Linked DNA regions of Urocitellus parryii: region 1 is linked to region 2. A link is a contact called in public Hi-C data. All regions are on one chromosome and are shown on one strand. The core of a region is the stretch at or near the end of the contact, and the rest is flanking DNA. Distances in the headings are between cores, read along the strand shown. Region 1 holds the start of LOC113190495. Region 2 holds the start of Fbxl12 (F-box and leucine rich repeat protein 12).

The links. Hi-C and Micro-C count contacts between places; a contact is called where the count stands out from the background.
Region 1: a contact with region 2 is called in a Hi-C map of liver, with 6 times the contacts expected there. The contact joins the promoter of LOC113190495 here to the promoter of Fbxl12 in region 2. A contact is called at or near these places in 2 of 2 Hi-C or Micro-C datasets (liver and muscle).

Annotation. Positions count from the first base shown.
Region 1 is chr3:211,934,848-211,941,454 of mUroPar1.hap1, reverse strand. It overlaps LOC113190495, which reads right to left and starts at 2,926. Exons shown (of 15, transcript XM_077796393.1): 1 at 2,736-2,926; 2 at 2,284-2,360. It also overlaps the pseudogene LOC113190503.
Region 2 is chr3:211,787,785-211,795,209 of mUroPar1.hap1, reverse strand. Fbxl12 (F-box and leucine rich repeat protein 12) reads right to left here and starts at 4,439. Exons shown (of 4, transcript XM_026399686.2): 1 at 4,424-4,439; 2 at 3,652-3,910; 3 at 3,470-3,542. The coding sequence starts at 3,737.

The sequences.
Region 1 (6,607 bases), core at 1,677-4,176, 150 kb before region 2:
GGCCTTTTTTTGGATAGAACTTTCTAAAGAACAAGAGTCCCTGCAATAAAAGCCCACTTCCAAAAGTGCTCACTCTCTCACCAGCCTCTAGTGACTTACTGTTGCTCTCCCTTTTGGGGAGCCTGAGGCGGAGAGTGGAGAAGTCGTCCTGAAGCTTGTTTTAAGGTAAAGTGTGTCTGTTTTATTTGGTGTCCCTGAAAATTCACACGAGCGACTTTAAGTTCAGCTGCCCACACATGTCAAGGAGAACAACTATGCAGCCAGGGGCAGAGGTATGCACCTGTAATCTCAGCTACTCAATACGCTGAGCAAGAAACTTGTGAGTTCAAGGGAGAAGTGTCCCAATTCCCTAATATACAAAAACGCCAATAGCAGCTAGCATTGTTTTAATCTTGCTTAATCTATGTAATAACCATCTCTGGACATAAGTAACCCAGCAATAGGTTACAACTATACTATGGCTGACATGCCTTCATATGACCTCAGTGATCTCTACCTACTGGCATAGAGAATATAGGCCTTTCCTGAGGAGTCACGTAATAAGAACCACAGGTAGCCTCTAGAAGCTAAGATCACCCTCCAGATGACAGCATCCACTATGTCCTGTAGTTCTAAGAAAATGAATTTTGCCTATTAGTGAGAATGCAAATATTCTTCCCTGATTAAGCTTTCCCAATTAAGCTAACTGTAACCCAACCAATGACTTGATAGCAGCTAGGTGAAATCTTGAACAGAGGATCTGATCTACCTACACCATGCCTGGATTCCTGACCCAAAGATATTACACATTATTCTTCAATTGTCAGGCAGCAATAGAGAACAAATACATGTGTGTTATCTAAGGAGGTTTAAATCCCTGTCTTGGAGAAAGACAGACATTCTTTTGTTGCCTAGCTTCTTTTCACTCAAAACTTTGCAAAATTCACCCACATTTTTGCATCTACCTTCGGTTTGTTCTTTCTATTTGTGGAACAGTCTTCCATAGTATAAGAATACTACAATTTACCCATTATTCTGCTGGCCTTTTTCCACTTAGGGCTGTTTCATATAATACAGGAATAAAAAGCCACTATTTTTATCTTGATATGCATGCACATGCATCCCTGTGTGACAGAGCATGCGTACATACAAAGTTAGCAAATAGTCCTAACAGTTTTTGAAAGTCCTTTGCCAATAAACATGCATACCCTCACCAACTTATCTTCAGAATCCTCATTAATTATTTAACTATGTCCACTTAGCTCACTGGGACCCCTTTGTGGCCAAATGAAATCATGGTTATTAGAGGGTGGAGGGGACATTAAGGAGGTATTGGAAGTGAAATGAACCAAATTATGTCACATTCATATATGAAATACACCACAATGGAACCCATTATTCTGTATAATTATTATGCACCAATAAAAATTTTTCTAAAGAAAACAAAACATGGATATTGCAAAGTCATAAAACTCCTTCAGTGCTTACTGGCAACCAACACTGGCAGGGGAGTTTTCTGGTCACTTACCTATGGAGTGTGAATGTCTCTAAGGAGTCACATTAAGAGTGATTAACTCTAGACATTCATTCAGGAAAATGAAGGACAAGTTTGGATAGGAGTAAGAACACCAAGGTTGACTAAAAAACACTCAAGAGACTTTTGACTGATTATAGACACAGACTTTCCAAATATAAATAATTAACAAGTGAATTTTCATAGTGAACTTTTTTCTCAATGGTATCACCGATGCGAATTCCTTGAATTAATTTCCTACTTAGAAAAAAGTCATGTTTTATTTCATCTCAAATTACACCATTTCAATAGGTACCAGTTTTCTTGTCAGTTATATACTGAGTTGTATATTAATTTTCCCAAATGTAGAAAATGACTTTGGTGCCAAAACTGAAGTTAAGTCCTTGTCAATTCTCTTTTCTCTCTCTCTAGAGACTTAATCAGTTAATCCATTGTCTCCTGCTTCCTATTTTCTGGAAGAAAGCAAATAAGTTCAAATATAATAGTACTTTAGTGCAATAAAACCTCGAACTTCCTACAGATCCGTTTTGAAGCCCCGTGGGGAAGCCCAGAGCAGAAAGTCCAAATGAAGAGAATGGGCTACAGATCCTTTCCGTCCCTTGGCAGAATGGTTTGTGGTCCGCTACCTATAAAACAGGTGCACCATAGACGTCTTTAAAAGAAGCTTTATCTTCCTACCTAAATGTGTCAAAAATATACTCCACACAAAGACAAAGCCCAATTGAAAGACAAAAGAAGTCCTGTGGAGCCAACTTACACCAAGCACTCACCGGAACGCGCCCGGATCGCCAGGTCCGCGCGGAAGGGGGACGTTATGCTGCCCTCCACAGCGGAAGTTCTTTTCCTTCTGGAAAAAAAAAAATTCAAAAGATTACTTTAAAGGCTTTTGAGGAAAAGCGCACAGTGTTCGAAACGAAGACGCGCCCTTCAGAATTATGTCGAAACGGCCCCTGAGGGGGCCCTCCGAACGACGGCCACCGGCCTGAAAGACCCGGCCGAAACCGGAGGACCCGCGACCCGGGCGGACGCGATCGGGAAGGGCCGGCCCTCTCTGAGAGGCTCCCCGGCGGCCCGGGCTAAACTCGAACATTCCCTGGACCCTTCCAGCGGCTGACTGTCCCCTTACTCCACCTCGCCAAGGCCCCGTTAGGTGCACCACCACCAAGGAGAAAAGAACTTGGCCGCGCAGAGCTAGACCGGAAAAGACAGAGAGACATCTCACATCACTTCCGCTTCCAAGTTCTGGCCCGGAAGTCCCCGAGTTCGGCGTCGAACCAGAGCCACGTAGGACCCTCTGCGGCAGAGAAACGTAGAAATTCTAGCTTCCTCCCATGGGGGCGGAGAGCCCTTAAGGTCAATTCTGAGCCTAACGCTGGGGACCAGAACTGGCCGAGGCCGCAGCTGGTGGTTAGAATCAGGGCTCTGGGCGGGGTGCATTCCCAGGGCGGAGTTGGAGGTTGGACCTGCCAGACGCACGGAAAGAGGAGGAGGGAACGGTGGGAGGGGGGGCCCAACCACACGCCGCTCACAAAAGCTGCCTCCCTCCACGTAGTTAGAACTTCCTTTGTGTTTCTACGCCTGCCAATCAGCGAGATGGTCGGTCTCCTCCACGCAATTAATCCAGTCCTTCAGCCTTTATTTCTTTTTATTATCTGAACACCATGCTAAACTCTAATAGTTGATTGCTTGGAGTTTACAGCGTACTGACACTTTTTGTAAAGCTTGAAATTTTTCTTCTTCAAATATGCATTACTGTTTCCACTTGACGGATTTTTTTACTTTAAATTCAGGGCCTTCCGCACTGCGTTTTGTAAAACAGCGCTGATAAACACTCAGAAGTGATTCTAAAAGGTTTTCTGATCATCAGTTTTGCTGTGATTTTCAGTGAGCGGCTTTTGTGGAATAAAGAGTTGTTTAGAACCCTAATTTACAAATATTTTACAAAGATTTGTTCGTGCCTATTAGATATGGAAAATGTCAAACCCCCAAATAGTGTGGTCTCGGAAAAAGGAGTGAAAAAGAAAGCCATACATTAATAATATTGATCCTTACCCAATCGTTCTTTCTTGGTGACAAAACAAGCCCTGGGGAGAAGTTCTCCATCAAACCTAGACTGACAGTCTCTGGAAAAAGACTTAAGCATTTATTTCTTCCAAAATAAATCCTTTCCAGATGCTGGCCACTGACCCCAGACCCTTCATTGCCCAATAAAAACAAAATCTCAAATTCCTGAGTGAGGAGTCTATACTTCTATTTATTTCATCCCCCGATATAAATAGAAGTATAGACTCCTGCTTCTGCTGGCTGCCCATTTTCCACCAGGAAAAGGGTCACTCCATTCCTGGAAGAAAAAAAAAAAAAAACTGTGCCGATCCGTAAAGTTTGCGTCCTGTCCTGTTCTTTTGGGCTAACAGTGCCCGTTATCAAATGTGTTTTGTGAACACTAGATTGCTAATTACCTCACCATAACATTTTTATTTTTTGCCATATACAATATTTACCTTTTATGTAGTCAAAGGTGTTTGTTTTGTAAAGGAACTTGTGAGTTTCTTGCCTTGCATTAAAAAGTATTCTTAAAAATCTATATTACATATGGATTTCCTAATTTTCCTTTGGAATGTTTTTGTTGTTGTTGTTGTTATTGTTTTCTGCCAGTAATTGAATCTAGAGGTTCTTAACCACTGAGCCACATCCCTGCCCTATTTTGTATTTTATTTAGAGACAGGGTTTCACTGAGTTGCTTAGCACCTCACTTTTGCTGAGGAGGCTGGCTTTGAACTCACAATCCTCCTGCCTCAGCCTCCGATGCCATGCCATTGGGATCACAAATGTGCACCACGCAGCCCCCCCCCTAAATTAAATTCTTTTTTTTTTTTTTTTGTACCAGGGATTGAACTCAGAGGCCCTTAACCACTGAGCCACATCCCCAGTTCTATTTATTTATTTATTTATTTAAATTTTATTTTATTTTTATTTATTTTTTTTAAAGAGAGAGAGAGAGAGAGAGAGAGAGAGAGAGAGAGAGAGAGGAGGGAGAGAAATAAATTCCAATATTTATTTTTTAGTTTTCGGCGGACACAACATCTTTGTATGTGGTGCTAAGGATCGAACCCAGGCCGCACGCATGCCACGCGAGCGAGCTACCGCTTGAGCCACATCCCCAGCCCCATATTTTTTTTTTTTTTTTTTTTTGAGACAGGTTCTCTCTAAGTTGCTTGGGTTCACTCTAAATTGCTGAAGCTAGTCTTGAAATTACAATCCTCCTTCGTCAGCCTCCTGAGCCACTGGGATTAGAAGCATCTGCCACCACACTTGGCAAGAAATTAAATTATTTCAAAATGTACAAAACAGACATTCTTATGAAGTTATCAAGGCTTCTACCAAGCATCTTTCAAATTATCCACAAGCTTCATCTATTAAACAGCCACACAAGTGAGACCCAAATTCAGGATACCAAAATGCACTATAGTATGTTATTCAGCAAGAGCTGAAGTTCCCTGGAGCAGAGAGTCAGGCAGACAATCAGTCTGAGGTTTTTCTGGACCCTTCAAAAATTGTCATGCTTAAACTTGGAATGGAACCACCATTTGACCCAGTGATCCCATTCCTTGGTCTACACCCAAATGACTTAAAAAACAGCATACTACAGGAACACAGCCACATCAATATTTATAGCAGCACAATTCACAATAGCTAAACTGTGGAACCGACCTAGATGCCCTTCAATAGATGTATGAACAAAGAAAATATAATATATATATTCCATTGTGTAATGGAATATTCCCCAATATTAAAAGAGAATAAAATTATGGCATTTGCAGATAAAAGGATGGGGTTGGAGAATATCATGCCAAGCGAAACAAGCCAATTCCAAAAAAAAGAAAATAAAGGCCAAATGTTTTCTCTGATATGTGAATGCTGATCTACACTTGAGGGGTGGGGACAGGGGACAAATAGAGGAACTTTGGGTTGGACAGAGGAGTATGAGGGGAGGGAAGGGGGCTTGGGGGTAGGAAAGATGGTGGAATGAGACAATCATCATTACCCTAGGTACATGTATGATTGCACAAATGGTATGATGCTACATTGGGTACAACCAGAGAAATGAAAAGTTGTGCTCCATTTGTGCACAATGAATCAAAGTACATTTTGTTGTCATTTATAACTAATAAGAACAAATTTTTGTTTTTTTAGTTTTAGGTGAACACAATATCTTTATTTCTATGTGATGGTGAGGATCGAACCCAGTGCCTCATGCATGTTAGGCACGCACTCTACCACTGGGCCACGACCCCAGCCCTAATTAGAACAAATCTAAAAATTAAAGAAAAAATGTCATGACTGTGAGACTCTCATGTTCTATTTGGCTAAGAGGCCAGGTCTGAGAACATGAGCGCCAGTCATCACTAACACAACTCTGCATTGTATTGCTTCAGGTACACTACTATATCTCCTTGCTTTTCAACAATTTCTTCTAGGCTTGAAATAATCCTGAAACCAGTTTCCAAAGTAATATTGCTGTGGTAAGGATAGTTTTTCTTTTCCTTCTTCAAGTACATCAGCTGTGGTTTGACTTCCTTAAATTTTTTCTGCACAAATGAGCAGACAGGTCAGGGAACAGAGCTTAGTTCCAGGGCCAGGATGGCCTGAATGAGGTCAAGTACAACTTACGAGGCTCAGGAAAAGAATGCTGCATGTACAGTATGAGGAGAATTATTGTGTTGCTGGTTGAATACACCATTAGGACAAGTCTTTTAAGACCTTATGGTGATGATACTGAATGTTGCATTCAAGAAGTAATTGTGAAATCCGCAAAATAACTTTTCCCAGAATTATGACTGAACTTTAAATGGGTTGGTATAGTTCCTAGGCACTTGTCCTTATTTAATTAGAGTAAAAACAAAGCACACAGGTCAAAAATGCTAAAAACAAAAAAATTGCTAGACAAAAAACACAGCATGGATAAACAAGAGATTTTCTATGATGACTATTAAAAGAGAATGGAATCTGTGTCTAAAATGAGCTTGTAATGAGTGATGTGGTAGAAGATAGACATGAAGAAGTGGATCATCTTCAATTGGATAATGTCCAAGG
Region 2 (7,425 bases), core at 3,190-5,689:
AAGAACAAAGGGGTGGAGGAAATCAAGTTAGGATTCCAGTACAGCCTGACTCCAAAACCTGATCTGGATCTTATAATCACTGCACTGTAAAAGCAAAAGGTACATTGTAAATGCATAAAAGATGGGAGAGAGGGAAATACTCCAGAGCAATAATAGTGGTGACTCTGGGGAAGGGGTTAACAGAGACAACTCTCAACAGCTTAGCTCTGCCTGAATCATTCATGACTTGCATAATTTCTTAAAAATTATCTTTCACTGGTAAATACACCTTCAAAAAAAGGGGGGGTGGTATGGTGATGCACCTGTGATCCCAGCTACTCAGGAGGCAGAGGCAGGTGAATTGCTTGAGTCCAGGAGTTTGAGGGCAATCTGAACAACACAGCTAAACCTCATTCAAACAACATAAAAGGAAAACTATAAACAAATGCTCATTTCTAGCAAATGGCAGGTGTGCTAAAAATGTTTAGTAGACTTAAGTCCTACAACTTACTTGAACGAATTTTAAAAATAATAAGATGGATTGATGGACTGAGAAAGCACTGAATAGATAGATGCACAAATGGATAAACAGGTAATAAATGTAATTAAATGTTAAGGTTGGGTATTTGGGATTCTCTATGCCATTCTCTCAACTTTTATGTATTTATAATAAAGTGGTTTTTAAAAAGTTGATTTCAGGGTTGGGGTATAGTTCAGTGGTAGAGCACTTGTCTAGCATGACTTAGGCCCTGGATTCAACTCCCAGAACCACCAAACAACAACAAAAACAAACAAACAAAAAAAAAAAAAACAGGTTTGGGATTATATGCCTATAGTCCCAGCTACTCAGAAAGCTAAGGTGGAAAGGTCATTTGAGCTCAGGAGTTCAAGACCAGGCTGGACAACATAGCAACATCAGGTCTCAAAAACTGTTGATCTCAATGAAAACAATTTTTCTATAGGGTCATAATCTCTTTTTTTTTTTAAAAAATATTTTTTAGTTGTCAATGGACTTTTTATTTATTTATTTATATGTGATGTTGATCATTGAAACCAATGCCTCATACATGGTAGGCAAGTGCTCTACCACTGAGCTAGGACCCCAGCCCATGGATCATAATCTCTTATGAAACATCATGGAAAAAACATTGAGTAGGAAAAGAAAAGGGGTATTGATAGCTTTATGGCAGGTTGGGGAAGATTTTATTACCAAATAAATTTGTGCCTGGTTTGGAAAAAAAAAAAAAAAACCTTTTCACTTTCCAAGTTTGTTGGGGTTTTTTTGTTTGTTTGTTTTTGGTACTGGGGATTGAACATGAGCACTTAACCACTAAGCCACATCCCCACCTCTTTTTAAATATTTTATTAGAGACAGGGTCTCACTGAGTTGCTTAATGCCTCGCCAAGCTGCTGAGGCTGGCTTTGAACTCACAATCCTCCTGCCTCAGTGATTACAGGTGTCCAACACTGCCCGGGCATTACTGTTTTTAAAGATGAGATCTTGCTATGTTGCCCAGGCTGATCTCAAACTTGTGGACTCAAGTAATCCTCTAACCTCAGCCTCTTGAGTAGCTGATTCCACAGGTGTGCTTGAACAAGCCTGGCTTCACTTTGCAAGCTTTCTGATTTTGAAATGTTGGAATAAGAACTGAATATGGTACAGTCTAAATGATCTTACTCCTCAGAAAGTGCACTTCCAGGTTTCAGTGTAACTTCACCTGGACAAAAGAAGACAATCACTGGGCGCAGTGGCGCATGCTTGTAATCCCAGCAGCTTGGAAGGCTGAGGCAGGTGGATCACAAGTTCAAAGCCAGCCCCAGCAACTTAGTGAGGCTCTAAGCAACTTAGTGAGACTCTGTCTCTAAATAAAAATTTTAAAAGGGCTGGATGTTGCTCAATGGGTTCAATCCCTGGTGGGGAAAAAAGAAGACGAAAATCACAAGGCAATTCTTGTTAACCAAAGTGTCTTCCCCCGAGGAGAGGGGCCGCACCTGGAGATGCGGATCAGGTCCCGGACCGGGAGGTAAGAGAAGATTTCCAGAATGAGGACAATACCTGGAGTAGAAATGCAGAGGTTAGGACCCCATTAACCATTTTAATAAGAACCCCAAGTGATTCATATACACAGTAAAGTTTGAGAAACTGATTTTAACTATTTAGATTATTGGAAATAATCTAAACATCTATTAACAGGAAAATGGATACATAAGTTAAAAGGAATGCACTTGATTTCTATGTGCTAATAAAACAGCATTATTTAAATAGAAAATTGTTCAGAAATTCATTCACTATACTGTATACTACTTATGAACACACGTATGAAATGATGTGAAAGTAAGGTTAAAAATCTTCTTTATATTACTGGCTACTTATGAAAAGGATAAGACAACAAGTAGACCTATAAATGTTTTGCTGTGTACACATATATTGTGTGTTTACATATACACACAGGTGTCTGTCACATGTATGATGTGCAGTAAATAAAACAAAGTTTAGGTTAGATCTGCCCCACAGTGGCACACATCTGCAATCCCCACTACTTGGGAGTCTGACGAATAGAATTGAAAGTCCCAGGGTAGCATAGGTAACTTGGTGAGATCCGTTCTCAAAAATAAAAAGTTAAAAAGACAACGGAAATCGGCAGCACAGGCCTTTAATCCCAGCGACTGGAGGCTGAAGCAAAAGGATCACAAATTCCAAGCCAGCCTCAGCAACTTATCCAGAACCTATGTCAAAACAAAACATAAGAAGAGCCGGGAGAGTAACTCAGTGATAGAGGGGTCCTGGGTTCAATTCTCAGTCGGACCAAGGGGGAAAAGAAAAAACAATGAGAGAAGAAAAGAAACAGGGTGGCGGATACAGCTTAGTGCTAGAGTGGTCACCTAACACAAGCAAGCCCTGGGTTCCGTCCCCAGTATAGCCAAAAAAAAAAAAAAAAAGTTAAATCTAGGTGGTAAAGACATGGTTGTAATATCACCCTCCATACACTTCTGGATAGTTGAAATATTTCATAATAAACACAAAGAAAATAAAATGCAAATGAGAGAAAGTGGAAATGGTTTGGTCGCACTACTCAGGAATTTTATTCAGAAAATCAGTTGACTCGGGAAAATAATTTCGCTACAAAAAACTGGTATCAGCGTCTGACAATGTCATCACAGACCAGCATTTCCTAGGTGCCGAGTAGGGCCAGGCGCTGCTGCAAGCCCCTTCTCCGCACCGCGGCCCCACGACCGAGCTTTTCTTTAGGGGCTGGGACTGACCACGGGCCTCGCGTGGACTCAGCGCGCGCGCCGGTCCCACAGGGATCTAGGACGGGGACACTGAGGCCCTGAGACGGGCCCACACTGCCTGACTGGAAATCCAGGCCTGCGCTGACCAAGGGCCAGTTCTTGCAGTTCCTGACACACCGTCCCAGGGTAGGGAGGCTGGTCCTCGGGTCCAACCAATTCAGACGAAGCCCTGGCCCGCACAACCGACCCCGCGTACCGTGTAGAGCGTCAAGTCCACATGTCGCCACAGCCACCGGTCGTCCACCAGCCTCTTCCAGCGGTGACAGACCCTGGGGGAGGGGACCCGCCGTTAGAACGACCCCGGCCCCGCTGGGGCCGGAGCCGCATCTCCGGGTGCGCCCCCTTCCCGGCTCTTTCCCCCGAGGAGAGGGGCCGCACCTGGAGATGCGGATCCGGTCCCGGACCGGGAGGTAAGAGAAGATTTCCAGCAGCACCGAATCCGGCAGGTCAGTAAGAGTCACCATGATCCCGCCGCCACGTACTTCCGCTTCCGGTCAAAGCGAAGTCGGGATTCCCTCGGGAATGCCTAGGCGGCGGGAGGGGCGGCAGCCGGACTTCCAGCACCCGGCGGGACCTCCCGCTTTCCTCTCGCAGGAATGTGGTCAGGTTCCGGGACGGGACCACCTCGAGACCAGACCTGCTGGGGGCCCGGCTACAGACTAAGACCCAGCCTGGGCGGCGTCGCAGGGGCTGGGTGAGGCCCAGGGGCGGGGCTGGGACGAGGACCAAGCCCGGAAGGCGTGGTTTGGGCGGGAACCAATCGGGGGCGTGGCCAGGACGGAGGCTGGGCTGGGAATGAAGATGGAGAGTGGGCGGAGAGTGGGCCAAAGAGCGTGTCCCCAGGCGTGGACCTAGCCCAGAAAGCCTGGTTCGGAAGGGGACAGGGACCAAGCTTGGGGCTAGGAATGTAGCCCAGCAAGCGCAAGTCCCTGGGTTCAGTCCCCAGCCCAGCAAGAAAAGGGAAAAAGATCCCACGAAGAAGCCTGGAAGACGGCACCGGGTTGGGACGGGCCCAGGCCCAAGGGTGGGACCGGGAACGAAGCTCAAGCCAGAAGGTGTGGCTGGTGGGCGGGAACAAGGACCAGGACCCAGACTGGAAGGCGGGGCAGGAATCGGGCGAGGCGAGGGGGTGTGGCCACAAGCGGAGTACCTGGCGGAGGTGTCTGCGCTTCTTCACTTAATGCAGCCTGAAGCCTGAGGCGGTGGTCCGCGCCGATGATCCCAGGGACCTGGACGGCTGAGGCAGGGGAATTGGAAGTTCAAGGCCACCCTGGGCAACGTAGGAGACCGTGTCTAAAAAAAAAAAAGTCGGGAGATAAAGTTCAGTAGCAGCACGCCCGCCTGGCACACGCGAGGCTTTAGGTTGGATTCCCAATATTGGAATGTCCTGAGCACTGAACTCAAAGGGAAATGAGACAAGATTTCGCTAGCCTTGTTATGATAAGATTAAGAATGTGCGAAGTTAGATAAAGAGTGTGTGAATTTAGGGCTAGGGAAGTGGCTCAAGCGGTACCGCGCTCGCCTGGCATGCGGGCGCGGCGCTGGGTTTGATCCTCAGCACCCCATAAAAATAAAATAAAGATGTTGTGTCCACCGAAAACTAAAAAATAAATATTGAAAAAAATTCTCTCTCTCTCTCTCTCTCTCTCTCTCTCTCTCTCTCTCTCAAAAAAAAAAAAAAAAAGAGTTTGTGAATTCAGATAAGGGAGATTGTAGGTAAGTGAAGACCTTGAGACCCTGTGTAGGCATTGGGTCCCACTTCCTCGTTCTCCTGTAAATGTTGGTGAAGATGCTCCTTGGCTCAAATCAGTAATACAGCTTTGATGTTGTGGCTGTGGACTTCATGCAGAAGGAGTGGAGTTTCCTGGATTTAATTCAGAGAAACCTGTACATGATGTTATGTATAGTGATGTGATGCTGGAGAACTACCAGAACCTAGGATTGCCATCATTCCTGTAGCCTCTCAGGGACTTACTGTGTTGCAAGTTTAGTGATGTTAACTCTGAATACAGTGGGAAATAATATAGTCCCTGCCCTAAAGAGATTGTCACTTACTGTGGTGGTTCTCAAAATGTCCAAGATCAATAACAGGGTTGTCATTATGTTAGAAATGGACCTTTTCAGCCAGGCACAAGGTGTGCACTACTATAATCCCAGCAATTCAAGAGGCTGAGACAGGGAGACACAAGTTCAGAGCCATACTGGGCAACTTAGTGAGACCTTGTCTCAAAAACAAAACTAAAAAGGATTGGGGATTTAGCCCAGTGGTAGAGGGCCCCTGGGTTTGATCCCCAGTACTAGAAAAATAAAATCAAATTAAAAACTGGAGTGACTAGGGGTGTAGCTGAGTGCTTAGTATGGGCAAGGCCCTGAGTTCAATTCCCAGTAACTCAAATAAAAATAATAATAAAAACAAAAGCAGTGTGTATAGTTTGATATACACACATGGATTCACATTCTTTCAATAAAATGCAAACTATTATGTCTTTTACTTTATACATAAAGGCCTATAAGGGGGCTTGGCTGCTCCTGTGACTCAGGGGTACAGCACTTGTCTAGCCCTTGCAAAACCTTGGGTTTAATCCCCACTGTGACCAAAAAAAGAAAAAAGAAAAGCCCTGTGTGGAAAACAAGTTGTTTATCAAACCTCCGACATAATCTGAAATGTTGTACAGTGCTTGAAAATACAAAGTCTATTTCTTATTGAAATGTATTATGGTGTCTGAAAGATTTATCATTTTCTTAGGAGGCTCCTGAAAACACATTTGAGGATGCAGAGACTGTTTTTAGGAAACAAAATTTTAATGGCATTTGCTGTGGGAGGGTTAGGGGACCATGTGCTGCTGTATTGCCTTTTATGCTGCTCACATTTTCTACCTTGTGCAAGTAATACCTTAAAAAAAAAAAGTTCCAAATGTGTATTTTTTAAAAAAAAATTGTAGATGGACAGCATGTCTTTATTTTGTTTATTTTTATGTGGTGCTGAGGATCGAACCCAGTGCCTCTCGAATGCTAGGCAAGCGCTCTGCCTCTGAGCTACAGCCCCAGCCCACAAATGTGTATTTATACTACAAACCCCTTTGATATTTTTCTTCAAACAAGAGTGCAGATAAAATGCTTCATGTTTTGGCAATCATTCTTGTGATTGTGGAGGGAAAGACCAAAAGAAATGCACAAAGAAAACCTCAGATATCCCTGAGTTGCTGCTTCAGGTGCTCCCTATTTCCAGAATTTTTGTTATGAGAAAAATAATCAGCTTAAGCAACTGTAAGCTTTCTGTTAGTTGAAGCCAAAAGCATTGCTAACTAAAAAGTTTGAGGCTCTGGACCTGGAACACTGAAAATTACAACTCCTTTGCTTAGCTTATTGGTTAAGAAAAAGTAATAAAAGTACAAAATAGCTGAACTTTTCTGCTGAGTGCTCGTTCTGTTTGAGTGTTTTTACCAGTATCAGCTCACTTTATTTCCATAACCATGGTGGTTGATACTACCAGGTGGAAGCTGAAGCTTAGAGGTCGAATCACTTGCTAGAACTGCAGGGTCAGAACCTTCTGGTGCTGAGCCTCTGCCATTATCACAGTACTCCGTGGTGGTAATTACCCAGCACTGCTTTAGAATTTTTTTTTTTTTTATTTTTAGTATTTATTTTTTAGTTTTCAGCGGACACAACATCTTTGTTTGTATGTGGTGCTGAGGATCGAACCCAGGCCGCATGCATGCGAGGCGAGCGCGCTACCACTTAAGCCACATTCCCAGCCGCCCAGCACTGCTTAAAAAAAAAAAAAAAAAAAAAAGCCAGGCACAGTGGCACTTGCCAATAATACCAGCGGCAGAGAAAAGAAAGGATCTCAAGTTCAAAGCCAGCTTCAGCAAAAGCGAGGCGATAAGCAACTCAGAGAGATCCTGTCTTTAAATAAAATACAAAATAGGGCTACAAATGTGGCTCAATGGCTGAGTGTCCCTGAATTCAATCCCCAGTATCCCCCCCCCCAAAAAAAGCAAAGAATAAAAAATCCTAACTATGGCATTGGTTTTGTTCACTGCTGTATCATTAAGACTTGCAGAGATACTCAGATGTTTGGGAAAGGGATCTTCTTCATCCCTAAGACTATTTTACTTCTGGTGAATTGTGGGTGGGGCATTGCCTTTTTGT